2 separate regions of the Mus musculus genome follow, and region 2 is linked to region 1. The links are chromatin contacts, called in public HiCAR-type maps. All regions are on one chromosome and are shown on one strand. The core of a region is the stretch at or near the end of the contact, and the rest is flanking DNA. Distances in the headings are between cores, read along the strand shown. Region 1 has its middle 88 kb from the start of Gm40303. Region 2 overlaps Gm40305 (a long non-coding RNA gene).

Region 1 (2,820 bases), core at 171-2,670:
CTGTATAGCCCTGGCTGTCCTGGAATTCACTTTGTAGACCAGGCTGGCCTTGAACTCAGAAATCCACCTGCCTCTGCCTCCCGAGTGCTAGAATTAAAGGCATGCGCCACCACGCCCGGCTTCCATTATAAGTTTTAAGTTGCTTGCCGTTCGAGTAGTTCTGGGTAGTACATTTAGAATCTCACAGCATCTGAACCACCTCTCGGGCATGAATTGGCCTGGAGGCAGGGTCTGCCCCTCCTGTTAGCTGACTCCATTTTCAGATTGATAGGCGCATTGTCATAGTGCCAAGGTCCCCGCAACTCTCACTTTCCTTGACCTCATCCTCAGAGAACAAGAGCGGATTGTAGTGGGTTGGGCTGTGCCAAGGAGAAGCCACGCAGGGCTTCTTCTAAGTAGAGAGACGGTAGACATTTTGAGAGAGAGCCCACACTCACAAAATGTTTATTAGGTTATATTATTATAATTGTCTTACTTATTATGAGTTGATTTGTTAATTCTTTCTGGGCATAACAATACTTTATTATTATTAATTTTAGAGTCAGGATTTCCGGTACCTCAGGTGGCCTCAAACTCACTGTGCAGCAGAAGATGACCTTGAACTTCTGACCCTCCCACCTCTAGCTCCTGAGCGATTACAAGCATATGTTGGTACACTGGGTCTTAGGCCATGCTGGAGATGAGCCCAGGGCTAGGTGGAGTTTACCAACTGAGCTAGCCCCAGCTATCTCAGCCTACTTTATAAGCCAAAGCTTATTCATGCTAGGCAAGAGCACTGTCTGGAAGCAGGTGTACCTTAGGGCCCAGATGATCTGCAAGTGTGCACCGCTCCCCCCCCCCCTTCCCCCCATAATGTTCAAGGTTCAAGGAACTTTTTGCTCTCAGGCAAGGGGTGCCACGGCACCAAGTGGCCAGAGCTGATAGGCTCTGGAGCATCAGTCCCTGCCTTCCTGAGGCCACAGAGGCACCCTGTGTGCCAAACTCCACTCTTGATGGGAGCTGCCGGTTGGGGACAAAAAGACAGATTAAATGAAGACCCAAGGAATATGAACCAAAAGAAGGAAGACAAGTTTAATAGATTCCACTCCTCCCCCCCCCCATCTCCGGCACCCCACTAATATTGATCAAGTCAGCAAGTGCAATATCCTGTCTCTGCTCTTTGCTTTTACTCTCAGGAGATAGAGTCTCACTAAGTTGTTAAGACCATCCTCGACCTCCAAATCCTCCTGTCTAGGCTGGGCTTACAGGCCTGCTCCACAGCCACCAGCCTGGCTGACCTGGGTGATTTTAATGGGAATGATCTCAATGAAAAAGTTTACCCCCATGGTGAGTGCAGACAGAGGCTTTGGAACAGGCTGGGCGGCTCGGGAATGAGGAGCAGCTGCCAGCATCTCCCAGGAGGGGGCAGCAACGCCACATGCAAACAGGACCATGACTTCTCTAGGAGGGAGGGTCCCAGAAGAGGAGGGTGGAGCTGGGGAAGTCCTGTCTGTGGCCTCAGCACCTCTCACTCGACCTGCTAGCATCCTTTCTCACCGGCCAGAGTGTATCCCTCCGGAGGACTGCAGGAATTCAGTTTATTACTGTCCCTATGGTCCCCAAAGCTCCAGGGAAGTTGGCTGGGTTGATAGAGGCACAAAGGATCCATGGGAGTCTTTTGCTTGGTTAATCTGGCCTCTTCTGAGCAGTTAAATGCTGAGCAGGTGGTTAAACCTTGGTTGTTTGAGAACCTCCCCCGCCCCCCCCCCCCAACAAAGGGTCCTTCTCCTCTGGAAGCCACCATGCAGTGGGTTATTTGATTTCAGGATGGGCGTGAACTGAGTTCCGAGGAGAAGGAGGAGGAGAAGGAGGAGGAGGAGGAGGAGGAGGAGGAGGAGGAGGAAGAGGAGGAGGAGGAGGAGGAGAAGGAGAAGAAGAAGAAGAAGAAGAAGAAGAAGAAGAAGAAGAAGAAGAAGAAGAAGAAGAAGAAGAAGAAGAAGAAGAAGAAAAGAGCCACACCTATGTTAAAGAGTCCACTGGGCTGATGAACTGATTAAAATGTAACGATTACGAAGAGTTGGAATGCTGTCGATCCAGGCTCCTCTTTGGTTATCTTTGGTCTGCTTAATAGCCTCTTATCATTCCTATCTTTAGTAACATCCTTCCTGTGATCAGGTAAATCCTGCTGGAATACAGGAACCAGAGCTTAACCTTCACCCACCTCCAAACCAAGAATGCTACCAGACAGTGCCTGAGTCCCTAATCCTGTCCTTAGCTATAAAGTTCTCCAAACTGTCTCCACCTTGGGATGCATTATTCTGGGACAAGGGGAACCTGTGTTCCCAGTCCATGGTCACTCGTATTTGAATCATATAAGAATCAATTATCTTCTTCCCTTTGGAGTGGGAGGAACATTTCGTATAGACAGCTGACTCCATTTTCAGATTGATAGGCGCATTGTCATAGTGCCAAGGTCCTCGCAACTCTCACTTTCCTTGACCTCATCCTCAGAGAACAAGAGCGGATTGTAGTGGGTTGGGCTGTGCCAAGGAGAAGCCACGCAGGGCTTCTTCTAAGTAGAGAGACGGTAGACATTTTGAGAGAGAGCCCACACTCACAAAATGTTTATTAGGTTATATTATTATAATTGTCTTACTTTATTATGAGTTGATTTGTTAATTCTTTCTGGGCATAAACAATACTTTATTATTATTATTATTAATTTTAGTGTAAGGTGTGTGTGTGTGTGTGCCTGTGGTGTTTGTATGGTGTGTGTATGTGTGTGTATGTGTATGGTGTTTGTGTGAGGTGTGTGTGAGGTGTGTGTGTGTGTGTGTGTGT
Region 2 (2,817 bases), core at 56-2,555, 600 kb after region 1:
CTCATTTCCAGGACAGAGGCCTGTTATAAAGTGAAGTATCCCATTCTTCTATCTTTTGACTCATACATTTTGAAAACTTTAGAAGGTAAATTCTCATTTTTATAGAATTCAGGAATGGATAAAATTCTGTCTATGTAAAAAACGGTTAGTAAAATAAGCGTTTAGAATGGCCAGCATTCAGGAAGATGGCCACAAAAGACTACACAGTCCTAGAAGGTTCAAACACTGCTCAAACATCCCTCACCCCCAATCCCAGCATCCTAAAAGCTCTAAAGCCAATTTACGGGACAACTTTAGCATCAAAATTCACGTGGCAGCAAACACTGACCTGAAATAATGGGACTTTATTTAGAGTCAATATTTATCTCCAAGTAATTATTTTTACATATCTGTTGTAACCAAAATACCAGTGTGTTTTATTACAGGGTTTTACCTCTATACCCTGATGAGAAGATAACAGAAACTTTAAGTACACTGTTAGACATTGTATCATTCTAGAATTAAAAAAAATACTCTGAATTCCAGAACAGGTAAGACACACAACAGATTAATGGGCTGAGTCTATATATAGTATTTTCAAATTAATTATAGCAGTAGACATTTTTTAGGATGTTGCAGTTTTATGAAAGTTGGAGGATGGTTAGCCATGCATGACCACATCTGATTGTCCAGGGTCCTCTCTAGCTCCTTCTGCATCTGTACTCTATCACTTTGCTCTCAATAGGAGTTGATGAATCTGCGCTCAAGCCCTTGAAGTGCACTGGGCTGGGTTCAAGAGACATGCCTTTAAAGACTGGCTGCCTTTGGAGAGTCACTTCGTGTTCTAGTCCATAGTTGTCCTATCTGGAAGAAGAGGCCAGTCTTGCCTTTTTCAGAGCATGCTGCAATGACGAAGCCGATGGGTATATGTGAAAATGCCCTAGAAACTATAAAGGAATGCGAAAGCTCTAAAGGAAAGCCCACTCTGCAGTTATCCCAGATAGCCTACTCTGACTCTAAAGGGGAATAAGCATTGTTTAAAGCCAAGTGTACTGACACTCTGTGCTGAAACCCAAGTGGTCAACAAGATGACTGGGATGCCCAGCTGGGCTTCAGGAGGGCTTCACTGCTTTGTGCTTGCCCATTTGGAGATGCTGTGGTCCTTGGATGCCTGTGTTAGTTTCCCTCGCCCTCTTGGGTGTGTCTGAGACAGCAGCTTTGCTGCTTTGGCTTTCGAATCCCTCACAGCGTGTTAGCATCTGGCCTTGCTTCCCTTCCACACTCTGGGCTGTGTTTAGACTGCACTGTCTGCTTTCAAGTCACGGGCTTCCCAACGCCCAGACATTTCACAGTCCCCTCTACTTGAATCACGTAAGTCTGGCCCTCGGGTCCAAGCAGTGCATGGGTGTGTCTCACACAAGAGAACAATCAACAAGATTAAGTTACTTTTGAGTTCCTAATTGATTTTCCAGAACTCCCTCTTCCTATCACAAAATACAGCTTTCTGAGCAGTGTGGTCTAATGCTGCAAGGTGTGGAGGTGGATGAGATTTAGGAAAGCAGATACATTCTGGAAATAAAAGGGCTTTCACATGTAAATGAATAATTGACATGCTTCGCCTCCCAATAACATTTATTGTTTGCAGTCACCAAACCCAATGCCAAGACAGATTTTTGTGTTTTAGGCTACAAAATTTGGAGAGTTGCTCAAATTCTTTTCATCCCTGGAGTTTTGTTTATATTGAATGTGATGTATTGAAAGAATTTTTTTTACCATGTTTTGGCATTATTTTGAAATACAAATTAGATAAGGCTAATTGTAATAATTGTTTTTAGTTATTATGACTCGGTATAGTTTCCTTGATTCTTGTTAATGTGTAGTTATACCTTTTATTTAAAAAAAAATCTATCTCTTTCCTTGCTTACTTGATGTGGTTTTATTTGTTTGTTTCTTCTTCAAGACAAACTCTTTCTATATATCTCTGGTTGGCCTGGTATTTACTATGTAGTCCAGGTTACATTTAAATTCAGGACAGTCCTTCTGCCTCATCTTTCCAAGGAGTTTATGGTCCTTAAGGAAGAGAAGACATGACTCTCCTCTGTAGTATATATAGAAACCTGTTATTACTTGGACTTGATATTATCCCTTTTTCCAAGGACTCTCCATGTGAATTAAACAGAGCTGATCAGGATCCATGGTACTTTTATCCAGGTTAAGCCCACTTTTTTTTTTTTCAAAAGTTAAGTAGATAATTACATTAGATGTTGTGGGGTCATGTACTTTAGTTAAAACTTGCTAACTAACTCCACAGTACAAAAGTAGCCAGTCACGGGCACCAGGGAAGTCAGCACCTGGGCATGACTGTGTTCTAGTAAAACCTCGTCTACAAAGGCAGGTGTTGTGCTAGAGTTATCCAGAAGCTAGTAGCTTGTTTGTTTTAATAAAGCACTCATTGCATTGTGCTATAATTAGCTTCAAGTTGCTGGTCTTCTCCATAAACCCTTGTGTTTCTTCTAGTAAAGACTCCTCGGTCAATTATTTTCAAAAAAAGAATATTCAATCACTGACTAACTCATCAGAAAAAAAAAATAACTGTTTTAAGCAAAAGTCAGTAGTTGATAGTGATACAGGTGAGGGAAACTAATGAGAAACGGGGTATTTATTAATCTCCAAATACTAATAACTTCCCACTACACACCTATTGACTGCAAAGAAGAAACCAATTTTGCAAAGCCACTATAGGACTGAATCCCCCCAAACAAGTGATCAAAGCTATTTATTTACTTGACAATGATAAAAACTGACCCTAGTACATATGGGACTGCGATTTCTTTGCTA

Evidence for each region. HiCAR-type assays count read pairs that join an accessible place to other places.
Region 2: a contact with region 1 is called in a HiCAR-type map of embryonic stem cells, with 5 times the contacts expected there. The contact joins two enhancer-like sites. A contact is called at or near these places in 2 of 115 datasets of contacts at active chromatin or transcription factors (both in embryonic stem cells) and 1 of 9 other capture datasets (embryonic stem cells).

What each region holds. Positions count from the first base shown.
Region 1 is chr5:53,353,836-53,356,655 of GRCm38.p6, forward strand. No RefSeq gene overlaps it. Among named protein-coding and RNA genes, the nearest start is that of Gm40303, 88 kb to the left of the region's middle. Within about 2 kb of position 1,421, at least 46 of the 459 cell types and tissues checked have an H3K27ac peak or open chromatin away from gene starts, as enhancers often do. A contact at or near this core is called in embryonic stem cells, where this site is marked.
Region 2 is chr5:53,949,091-53,951,907 of GRCm38.p6, forward strand. Gm40305 (a long non-coding RNA gene) reads left to right here. Exons shown (of 3, transcript XR_868426.1): 3 at 725-1,903. Among named protein-coding and RNA genes, the nearest start is that of Gm40305, 23 kb to the left of the region's middle. Within about 2 kb of position 1,306, at least 56 of the 459 cell types and tissues checked have an H3K27ac peak or open chromatin away from gene starts, as enhancers often do. A contact at or near this core is called in embryonic stem cells, where this site is marked.